3 separate regions of the Sus scrofa genome follow, and all the other regions are linked to region 3. Evidence: chromatin contacts called from public Hi-C data. All regions are on one chromosome and are shown on one strand. The core of a region is the stretch at or near the end of the contact, and the rest is flanking DNA. Distances in the headings are between cores, read along the strand shown.

Region 1 (3,952 bases), core at 1,351-3,850, 90 kb after region 3:
GTGAGCAAGACCAGGGATTGAACTCGAAACCTCATGGTTCCTAGTCGGACTCGTTAACCACTGAGCCACGATGGGAATTCCCAGCTACAGTTTTAAAAACCCAGTAAAATGGGTTAAATTTTAAAAACTGACAATCCCATGTGTAGACAAAAATTCAAAGCAACTAGAACTCTCATATATTGTGAGTGGGAGTGTTAAGTGGTACAATGACTTTGGAAAACTAACTGGCAACGCATAGTACGTTTATATGTATATCGTGCAATCCAGCAATTCTACTCAGCAGAAATGCATACATACACTTACCCCAAAATGTAAAAGAATGCTCACGGCAACACTTTTGTTAACAGCTAAAACCTGGAAACTACTCATCCTTCCAACAACATTAGACCGAATGCATTGTGGTATACTTATATGACAGAATACTGTTTAAGATAAGAAAAAAGAACACACTGCTGCCTGACGCAACAACATGGGTGACGCTCACAGAATATTAAATAAAAGAAGCCAGAGAAAAAAACATACATTACATGACTCCGTTTAAACAAAGTTCAAAATTGGGCTAAAGGAACCAATTTGGAATGAAGTCAGAACACTGGCTGCCTTTTAGGGGGTGGTACTGAGAGGGGGCAGCAAGGAGGTTTCTGAGCTGCTGATAATATTCAAATCCTCGGAGTTCCCACCATGGCTCAGTGGTTAACGAATCTGACTAGGAACCATGAGGTTTCGGGTTCATCCCAGGCCTTGCTCAGTGCATCAAGGATCCAACGTTGCCGTGAGCTGTGGTGTAGGTTGCAGACGCAATTCGGGTCCCGCGTTGCTGTGGCTCTGGTGTAGGCCGGCAGCTACAGCTCCGATTCGACCCCTAGCTTGGGAACCTCCACATGACGTAGGAGTGGCCCAAGAAATGGCAAAAAGACAAAAAAATAAAAAAATAAATAAAAATAATTTTTAAAAAATTCAAATCCTTGACTTACACAGTCGTTACTTTGGTATGTCGATTCTGTAAAAATGCATCAAGCTGTAAATTTAGATCTTGTCCACTTTGCTATGTTCATAGCATCTGCCTATTAAGTATTCCCTGTTAAAAACTAGGAATGAATGACATTTCAGGCAGGGGAGATGGCATAAACCAAGGCATGGAGGAATAAATAACATGATGTGTGGAAAATTACAGGTGCTGGATGTTGCTGGAGCATAAATACAAGGTAGCTTATAGCAGGGCTGGGGGAAGACATTACAGTGGCAGCTCCCGGGAAGACCTTGTGCGCCCTGCTAAAGATTGTGGACTGTCTTGGAGTTCCCATCGTGGCACAGCAGAAACAAATCTGACTAGGAACCACAAGGTTGAGGGTTTGATCCCTGGCCTTGCTCAGTGGGTTAAGGATCCGGTGTTGTCATGAGCTGTGGTGTAGACTGCAGACATGGCTCGGATCTGGCATGGTTGTGGCTCTGGTGTAGGCCGGCAGCTACAGCTCCGAATAGACCCCTAGCCTGGGAACCTCCATATGCTTCGGGTGCAGCCCTAAAAAGACAAAAAAAAAAAGAGTGTGGTCTGTCTAATGAGGTCACCCTGAAAGATTCTAAGCAAGAGATGACATAAGATTTGGAATTAAAAAAAAAAAAAATCCTAGTGTCAAATTGGCAAAGAAGGGCAAAAATAGGGGCAAGGAGACTAGTCAAGGTCTCCAAGGTGCTCTTGGAGTTCTCTTGTGGCACAGTGGGTTAAGAATCTGGCACACATTGTCACCACAGCAGCTTGGACCACTGTTGTGGCCAAGTTCAACCCCTGGCCTGGGAACTTCCACATGCTGCAGGTGCGGCCAAAAAAAAAAAAAAAAAAAAGCTCTTGCAAAAATCCAGAGGAGAGATGATGAAGGACTGAATCAGGGCAGCGGTGGTGGGGATATAAAGAGACCGTGACTTCAGAACTATTTAGGAGACAATATTCATAAGCCTTTATTGGATGTAGGAGGTGAAGAAAAGGAGACTTGAGAATGATTCCTAAATTTGTAACCCAAGTGACTGCATGGCTGGTGGTTCCACCAAAGCAGGCAGGAAATACTCCGGAGTTCAGGGAAGGGGCAGAAGACTAGCTCAGTTTTGGACAATTTGGACAGGTTTACTAGATAAGGCAACGCTCAAATTGAGGGGGATTCTTGGAGAGTTATTTTGGGGTTCCCTGTTTCCTGGAATTGTCGGCCAATTGAAATGCCAGGTCTCTGATGTTCTCTACAATTACTGTTTGGTTTTCTTGCCTTTTCTGGTCATAGTGCACATTTGAGACACAAAGCCGTGGTTGTCAGCAGCAGATCCAGCGGCACCGCTGCCCTGGGGTCTGAAAGACTTCGTCTCACTCTCCTTGCTGCTGCAGACAAAGGCTGTCTTATGCACCATCTATTTCAGTCATTTTTATGAGTGCCGTGGAATATTTTTCAAGCTATTCCTTTTAAGCGTTATCTCTTGGCAGTTAAGAAAATAGATCCATTGCAAGCACTGGGGTTTCTGAAAAGGGGTTTAAAAATAGCTCAGGGCACTAGACAGCTGCAGCTATTGGGAAATGGAGCCCTCTGCTTGCACTTTTGCCGGTTTCCATTTCAACCTTGCAGCTGGAAACCGGTAGCTCTTCCTCTACTGGGAACAGATGCAAGAGGAAGAAGGAATGGGCCGGGACCCTCTCCTGACTTGGGGTCACATTTGGCATCTGTGAATGCTGAGAGGCGCTGGGGTAATGGAGAGTGGGCATATCAAGCTCTTGGGTTTGAAAAAGCCTATTCAATATTATATCTTCATATGTGGAGATGAAAAAAAATAAGCCTATTGGTTTTGTCATGCAAATTATAGGAAACAGATGGGATAAAATCCTCTTAGCCAATGGGGACAGGCAGAAAGCTGACTGATAACAAGGCTTTACCGCAGTCTCTCATGGGGTACCTAGGACACTGCTAATCGCCACTGCCATCTTACAGGTGTAAAAACCAAGGAAGGGAATGAATTGTTGAGGAAGCTGCCCCTGGTCACAGAGTCAGGCATGGAGGGAGGCAGGGTTGCAGCTCAAACTCCAAAGCCCCTCCCTTTAGTCAGTGCTCTAGTTTTTGCCCTTTTTGGGGAGCCACGTCCACAGCATGCAGAAGTTCCCAGGCCAGGGGACAAACCCAGCCACAGCAGTGACAACACCGGATCCTTAACCCACTGAGCCACCAGCGAACTCCTCTAGATTGTCTTTTTTTTTTTTTTTTTTGGTCTTTTTTTGCCTTTTCTAGGGCCGCACCCACGGCACATAGAGGTTCCCAGGCTAGGGGTCTAATTGGAGCTGTAGCCACCGGCCATACTAGAGCCACAGCAACGCAGGATCCAGGCCGCGCCTGTGACCTACACCACAGCTCACGGCAGCACCGGATCCTTAACCCACTGAGCAAGGCCAGGGATCAACCTCATGGGTCCTAGTCGGATTCCTTAAGCACTGCGCCACACGGGAACTCCTAGATTGTCTTTTAACTGGGGATTTCAACGTCTCTTGAAAGGGAGCAAGGATGTTTAAAAGAAGAAAATGGCAAGAATGAACATGAACATATCTGCAGGCTAAGCATAAGCTCTACTATGATGCCACTTAATAAATGATTGCTGAGTAAATAAATGACTGCATTTTAAATAAATGAATGTCACGGAAAAAATAAAAATTAAAAAAGACTCAAAAAAGTGGTTTGAAAAAAGTTACTAATAAACAAGATGGAATCAAAAATAAATAAATAAAGACCCTTAGCCTCTTTGGAGACTCTACTTCCTCATCTGTAAAATGGATACCATAATATCTTTTGGCGGCCTTCACAAAATTGCCATGAAGATCAAGTGGGATAAAAGACAGTCGTTTAATACCCTGGAGAATCGTTCCGCAGTTAACTCAACCCACGGTCCCTGAGCACCATGCAGCAGGCATTGCTCCAGGTGCCGGGGA
Region 2 (3,731 bases), core at 378-2,877, 94 kb before region 3:
AGGGATCGAACCTGAAACCTCATCGTTCCTAGTCGGATTCGTTAACCACTGCACGACGACAGGAACTCCTCCAACTCCTATTTCTTCAAAGGAAAACTGAGGCCCACTCTTAGGGTGGGGAAAAACTGACCACAATGAATGGTTTTTAAAATAATTTATTGATTCTAATTTGATGTCTGTGCCGAGTTCTGATGGTGGTTCTAGAAAGGGTTTCCCCAGAAGAGCGGAGCCATGGCCACAATAATGGAGCAAAGTGAAATTAACTTCCAAGAGTAATTAATGCAATTACTACTCTCACACTTGAAGCTGTGATCCATCCGAATTTATGTATGAAAGCAGACCTTCCTCAAAAGGACGAGATGGCCATGACCTTCTCTAGGTCACTCCCACTGAGACCAGTAAGAAGGTTACTGTACACGCCAGTCCTTAGATAAGAGACATAAAAAGTCCCAATCCCTTCTGTCTCTTTGTACTTTCCCTTCATCATCCTCTCAAACCACTCTGCAGAAATATTTACAAACGTGAAGAGCTCTCCATCACTGAGGACATACCTCTTACCGAAGGAGTTATGACACCTGGAAAAATAAAAGGCACCAAGTCTGACTTTTGTGCTCAGCTGACTAGAGCCTTCAAATTTCCTTGACCTAAATGCCTCTTCTCAGATGCCATTAGAGATTCTCATACTAAGTCAGTCAGAAAGAGGACGAAAAATAACCATATGATCCCCCCTTGCATGTGGAGTCTCAAATGGGGCACAAATGAACCACTCTACGAAACAGAGACAGACTCATGGTCGTAGAGCACGGACTTGTGGTTGCCAGGGGAGACGGGGAAGGGAGTGGGATGGACTGGGACTCTGGGTAGCAGATGCAAACTATTCCATTTAGAATGGATAAGCACAGGGAACTCTGTCCAGGCTCGTGGGATAGACCATGATGGAAGATGATGTAAGAAAGGGAATGTATATAGATGTATGACTGGTGACTTTGCTGGACAACAGATACTGGCACAACACTGTAAATCAATTACACTTTAATTTCAAAAGGTTTTTTTTTTTCATGTGTTGAAAAAGAAAATAAATAAATCCCTTTTCTCCCCAGCTGTTGGAAGGTATACAGTCCATGCCCTTGGTATTCAACACTGGTCCCTGGAATGGAGCATTCCCAGCCCCACCCCAAACTGGCTGAATCAGAACCTGCGTCTTACCAGATTCCAAGGGTTGCCTGACATATATTAGTGCTTGACAAACACTGTTCTACGCAACAACTTTAAAAGACAGCAAATGATTTTAAAAAGCCCTAATGACTTCTGTTTGTACAAAATAACAAACCCTCAACTGTTTGCTTCTTTACAAAACAGCGGAACTGGCCCCTGTTTCCTCATTTACTAAAAGGGAACAAACACCGCCCATTCTCAACACGGCACTACCTCCCTGGATTTTTTTGTTAATGCCGAACACCTCTCTAGCTCGGAGCCTTGGAACACAAGAGACGTTCCATTAAACACCCACTTCGTAACCCTCCAACTCTCACTTCCCTCCTCTCGCTTTCTTTCTATAAGTCAACCTCACTTGGGGATGACAAAGTGAGAAGAGAAGACTAAGGAGCAGCCCTTGAGAGGAGGAAACAGACAAACACGGAGAACCAGCCACAGGACAGAGCTGCTCTGGTTTGCCTGGACAACAAGATCCAAGTGAACACACCTCAGTAAGGTGAGAGGGTGCTGGCCGTGCCTTCCCTTAGCTAGCAGGTCCTAAAACATGGCTGTGGTCCCCAAAGTTTCAGAAGACATGGGATTTCTTTGCTACAAAGCTCAGCTGAAAATTTACATGTAAACAGAGACATGTGTGAGGCCTGACATAACCCAGCCAAAGGTCCTAACACCTCTGTTCCTATACAATCCCCCCACCCCCACCCCTCGTCCTTCTAGCCAGGGTGCAGGCAAATCCTGACGACCGTCACCCACTGTGGGTGATCTCCCTTCTGCCACGCTAGGCTGCTCGCATCTGGGGCAATAGGCTTATTCATCCTGACACCCTCCACAAGCGCGAGACCCAGGAGACAGGGGCGTGGGTGTCCCGAGCTGTTATCGCCTGTATTGCACCTGTCCTCTCACTGAGGCCAAATTAAATGCCCAGTACATACACCAGGGATCAAACGGGTCTCTGAGGAAGCTCCTGAACACCAGCTCTCGGAAGACACAAAGGTAAGTGCGTTGGTTTTCCAGACTCCTCGGGCTGCGACACAAAAGTCCAAAGCAGCCTCGGACACAGGTCCCTGGGCTTATTCAAAGTTCTGGCAGCTTTCTTGCTTTCTTTTTTTATTAAACACGTTTTGAAACTCTGAAGGCAAGGAAAAATGAAACAAAGGTTATGAACTCGGGGAGCTTACCTCCAAAAAAATTTTCCAAAGGGCAGCCAGTGTGACACAATCATGTTGACAGCTGTGACAAGTGAAGCTTTATTTGCCCGAGAGCCTTCCCTGTTCACTTAGCTGTGATCACTGAGGCCTCATGATCCCTGCTAAGGAAATGCACACCCACCTGTCGCCCAGAGCCTCGGAGCTCGCAGAAAGTCTCCGAGAATTCCTGGACAGTGAGCACCATCACCACTGGGGAGGGTGCCCTGGAGAGGGGCTGCTTCATGTCTTGGCATAAGGGCCCCGGGACCCTGTGCCATGGCCTTGGAGCCTCGTTAGAGGAACCAACCCTCAGCATGTTCAGTGGGCAGAGAGCCAATGGCAAACGACTCCACTGACTTGATCTTTCAAGACTGGTTTACACCATCTGAAAATTCAAAGGTCTAGAACTCAGAACTAAGATGAGACTCTCCTCTGGCGTCCATGGAAATGGCCAAGAAAGGAATGATCTTCCAATCTCCTGCGGGACGTGCCCTGTACCTTACACGGTCCTCCTGCTCTAATATCACAACAACCCAAAGGCTCAGACATAACCCCAAAGACTAGGAAACTGTGGCCCTGCTATGGGCTAGAATTAAGCACCAGGCTCCGGGACTATACACGCTAAAGCAAGTACACTTGTTCATGCTTTTCATTTTCTTTAGGGGCATACCTGGGGCCATATGGAAGTTCCCAGGCTAGGGGTTGAATCAGAGCTGCAGCTGCCAGCCTACACCACAGCCACGGCAACACGGGATCCGAGCCTCATCTGTGATCTACACTGCAGCTCACAGCAATGCCAGAACCTAAACCCACTGACTGAGGCCAGGGATCAAGGCCAGGGATGTCCCCGCATCCTCACAGACACTAGTAGGGTTCTTAACCCACTGAGCCACAATGAGAATTCCCGTTCCTGCTTTTCTAAAGAGCCATTCTTGTCCCTCAAAACAAAGTTTAAGTGGCTAGATTTTAAAGTGAATTAATCTAATCCCTCCCAAAGATCTATTCTGTGAAAGAGAACAGGGAAATGGAGTGGTTATGAGAGAAGCAAATAGAATCGAGGGAGGTTCGGGATGCTGACAGTAAAGGATTTGTCACTCACGGCCAGGCCCGAATGAGGGATGCATGGGGGTGAGACGCCCGAGTGGGCCGTGGTTGGGGGAGCAAGCCCTAGGAGGCCCTTCTTCCATGCAGGAAGTAGAGTGCAGGGCTCTGCTGTGGATGGGCTGGTGGGGGGCTTGGCTCTACAAGATAAGCATGAAGCACCTGCAGAAATGCAGTGGGAAAGGGGTTATACCATCTGCATCCCTTGGCCTTGGCCCAGCTGCTGTTTCA
Region 3 (4,053 bases), core at 1,102-3,601:
ATCCATCTCAAATTCTTCCCCTGGTGATGAGAATACACACGTGTGCCTCAAACCAAATCTCGTTTGATCATTAAGGCCGGCCAAATTTCAGTTAACAAGAAATATCCCAGAGTCCACAGAGGGAACACCAAGCTTTGTCTCAAAAGAGCACTCCAATTATTCCATGGGGATCAGGGGCAAAGGAATGAAAGGGGCTGTCTTTGAACAGGGAATAATCCATCTAATTCCAAGGGGCTGGATTAGAGGCATTCCTGGGCAAGCAGGGTCTCGCTGAAGATAACGCAACACGAATATCAATTTCTGACAAAAGGCATAGGCTCTGCAGAAGGATTTCAAAATGGACAAGACAGGATGCAGGCACCTTGGAAAAGTTCACCCTGTGTGAGGTGGCAGTTGGTTCTAAGAGGGCAACGCAGGCCATGACAGCTGAGCATTCCTTCCCGAAGTCCATCTCAGAGGCCCAACCCTCTCCAAACCTTACACTTCAACAGACAAAAGCTCCTCCAGGCGCCCAGGCAGCGGCTGGAGAGGGGCTGTCCACACCCACTCGCTGCACAGCTTTCCAAACCTACCCACTCGTTTTGGAAGCCGAGCTTTTAATTAAACACCACCTCCCCGGATCTGTTGAGGCAAACTGGGGCTGGGCTGGAGCCAGAGAAGCTCCCTAAATACACATTAAAAAAAAAAAAAAAAATCTCCCCACCGCCCCCAATTCCCACCTCCAGCCAGCTCTCACGGCTGGTTATATTTCCTTTGGATTAGTAACACAGGGCCCTGGTCCATCTCTATGCACAGAAAAATCCACCTCCAAGGAGCTGGTCATCCCCAGTCCCACCCTTTGCAGGAAAAAGCCAGGGTGTTGTTCCCCGCCCCCAACACACACGCGCGCCCGTGCGCGCAAGCACACACACGCGCGCACACACACACACACACACACACACAGTGCTCACAATCCTTCCAAGCGAAAACCTGGAGTCTATGTCTCTTGGTGGGTGGGGGATACAGTTGTTTAAGGCGACCTAGTCTTGCCTTCAGGCTGGGATCCTCATCCAGAGGAAGAGCCCCCATTCAGCTCCCCCACCGCAAGACTGCTTCGGAACTTCTGCTCCGCGCCCCGGGGAGGGCTGAGGGGAGGTATGCACACCTTCACCAGGTTTGGAAGAGCCTAATTAATACCTAATTTGCTCCGATCACCTCCAGGTGAATCTGAAAGCCAACGTGGGAGCCCTCTCAGTCTCATGGGCCGGGGAGCTCCTTCCCACCGCTGGGCAGAGCTCCCACGCTCTCCCCACTACCACGCCAGGCGCCTCCACCCCGAACCCCAGGGAATCAGGTGTCCGCCCAGGCATCTAGCCTCTGCGGGTCGCAGACACTCCGTCCAGCGACAGACAATAGAAAACTTGGAGCCGGGGCCCTTGGCCCCCAGGGAAACGAGATGGTGCCGCCCCCTGGGACAATGAGCGGGGGACAGGGCAGAGGGCATCAGATACCCCCAGAGAAGCCGCCCGCCAGGTGACCCAGCTTAGCCCGGAGCGGCGCCCCGGGTGAGCAGGTGACATCCGGGCCGGAGCGCTCCCGCAGGTGGCCGGCGGCCACCGCGCAGGCAAGGGCCCGGCGGCTGGCCCGGGGCGGAGGCGAAGCCTGGTAGCGAGGTCACTGTACGGCGGCCGCCGCCGCCGCAGCCGCGCCCCCGGCGTCCTACCTTCATGTCGCTGATGATAGTCTGGAAGAGGCCTCCGAGCGCGCTGCATTCCTTCTCAATCACAGCCTCCATTTTCCCAGCGCCAGCAGGGACAGGACACACACTCGGGGCCGCCTGGACTGTGTGCGGAGCTGGGGATCGCTCACCCCGGGAGTAATTTCACCCTCCGAGCGACCCACCTCCAACTCGCAGCCTCTTGTGCAAAGAGGACGAAATGCCCGAGATCGACTGTTCTCTGCCCAAAATAATAAAATAATTTAAAAAGCCAAACCGCTCTGTAGGGCGCCTACATGCAGTGCTCTGCTCCTGGCCTTAAAAATGCCCGGACAAGACTGACAATCAGGCCACCACTGGTGCCCACGGCAGAAACAGCAAAGCCCATCTTGAAAAAGAGAAAACCGCCCGCTGACCCGGGGCCAGCGCCATTTAAAAATGCAAGATTTTCTAATTTAACAAACGTTCTTGAAATTAAAAAAAAAAAAAAATCGCCCAGCTGCAAGAACGGGTCTGCTCGAGACGCCGGGATCTGTTGCTCGCAGCCACGGCCGCCGCCTCCTTTTCAGTCCTGCGCGCCGGGCCCGGGCGCTCGCTCCAGCTGGGCTCCCGGGGACGTTCGCAGGGGCGCACGCGCGCTCGCGGCCGTGCGTCCGGCGCGGGGAGGGCGCGCTCTCGGGGCCGTGCGTCCGCCGCACGCGGGCGGGGCTGGGAGCGCGTGCCCGGGAGGCGCGTGGGGCGCCGGCCTCGGAGAGGAGCCGGCTGGCGGGTGAGCGTGCTAGCGGTGCGAGAAGGATTCCGCCCCTGTGGGAGCCTCCTGCGCCGAGCAGCCCCCTTTCTCCTAGGCGGCTGGTTGCGGAGCCGAGAGGGCGTGTCGGCACGCGGTTAGGCGCCCACCCGACAATGGCTGCAAGCGCCCGGCACGGAGGGTGCAGCCGCCGACCTCGGGGACAAGCACGCTGGCACGCTTAGCGCAGTACCTCGCATCTAGGGAGCGCTCGATAGGGCGGGAAAACTGCCGTTGCTGCTGCCGCCGCTGCTACTGCAGGCTTCCGAGAAGAGGCCCGTTCGTTCTGTGTTATCAGAACTGCTACGCCAAGTCTTGATTGCAAACAGCCGAATATGTAATTAAGGAGAGTTCGGAGGCGTATCCTGCAGCGGGATGCCCAGTTCAATCAAGTTGCCGGACGCTGGGAAAGTGGATTGATTTGACATTGCAAAATAAATAGCGTTAGAACTTCCATGTGCTATTTTCATTACTTTATAGAGATTGCTGACTGCTCGTGCCTTGGACCGTTGTTTTCCAGGCGCACTGAAGACATCGGGTGTTGGCGTCACTGCAATGAGCCTGGTGGAGAGGTTTAACCTGGAAAAAGCACAAGTGGGCCCAGGTTGATTTGGGGGTTGGTGGTTCATTTACCCAATTCCACCGCCTAACTGCACAGAGATCCCTCATTTAGATCAATATCAACTAGGCAAGGAGGAGGGGAATCAAATAAAAAGCTTTTGAAAGACCTTCAAGCGTAAGCCCCCGAGTCTGGGCTGTTCCCTTGACCCTTGAGCTTTGAGCTGGGTTTGAAGCACAAAGCAGGACAAAAAGAAAATAGGTGTGTGGGAAGGAAGGTAATGAGGAACCACGTGCAAAATGCTGGAGAGACTTATATCAGACTCAGAAATAGGAAAAAGCTGGCTTTGAAAACGGCTTGAGCCAAAGAAATGCATGGAGCTGCAGATCAGCTGCAGAAAATCATTTTCCCCTGGGCCACTCTGCCCCACTCTTAACCACAACCCCCCTCTCCACCCCTCTTCCCCAAATCATGAGGGGTGTTACTTCTGGAATTCTGATCTCTTGGGCAACCTACTGGCTTCTGTCTCCAAGGTCATTTGGATGCATAAGGTTTCATCTTCACTTTGTCAATAACAGTGCTTGACAGATAGTTGACTCTTAATCATATTCATTATTATGATTTTAATGCTAACGGTATTATACTAATCAGGATCGCTGCTTGTAGAGCCAGATTTCCTGGGTTCAAACCCCAGTTTAATACCCACTATTGGGGAGTTCCCGTCATGGCTCAGTGGTTAACAAACCCTACTCGTATCCATGAGGATGCGGGTTTGATTCCTGGCCTTGCTCAGTAGGTTAAAGATCCAGCATTGCTGTGAGCTGTGGTGTAGGTTGAAGATTCAGCTCAGATCCTGAGTTGTTGTGCCTGTGGCGTAGGGCAGCAGCTGTAGCTCCTATTCAGCCCCTAGCCTGGGAACCTTCATATGCCATGGGTGTAGACCTAAAAAGACAAAATAAAAATATAAAATTTAAAAATAAATAAATCTATTGGTATGGTCTTTGGCCATAG

The links. A called contact is a pair of places that touch in the nucleus more often than the background predicts.
Region 1: a Hi-C map of skeletal muscle shows a contact between it and region 3, with 2.8 times the contacts expected there. A contact is called at or near these places in 3 of 47 Hi-C or Micro-C datasets (heart right ventricle, liver and skeletal muscle) and 2 of 2 datasets of targeted methods (alveolar macrophages and skeletal muscle).
Region 2: a Hi-C map of liver shows a contact between it and region 3, with 2.4 times the contacts expected there. A contact is called at or near these places in 6 of 47 Hi-C or Micro-C datasets (brain, liver and skeletal muscle) and 2 of 2 datasets of targeted methods (alveolar macrophages and skeletal muscle).

The regions. Positions count from the first base shown.
Region 1 is chr4:14,841,804-14,845,755 of Sscrofa11.1, reverse strand. No RefSeq gene overlaps it. Among named protein-coding and RNA genes, the nearest start is that of MTSS1, 90 kb to the left of the region's middle.
Region 2 is chr4:15,024,792-15,028,522 of Sscrofa11.1, reverse strand. All of the region lies in intron 3 of MTSS1 (metastasis suppressor protein 1), which reads right to left. Among named protein-coding and RNA genes, the nearest start is that of NDUFB9, 87 kb to the left of the region's middle.
Region 3 is chr4:14,931,588-14,935,640 of Sscrofa11.1, reverse strand. It overlaps MTSS1 (metastasis suppressor protein 1), which reads right to left and starts at 2,351. Exons shown (of 15, transcript XM_021088945.1): 1 at 1,703-2,351. The coding sequence starts at 1,774. It overlaps LOC106509968 (a long non-coding RNA gene), which reads right to left and starts at 1,694. Exons shown (of 2, transcript XR_002343109.1): 1 at 1-1,694.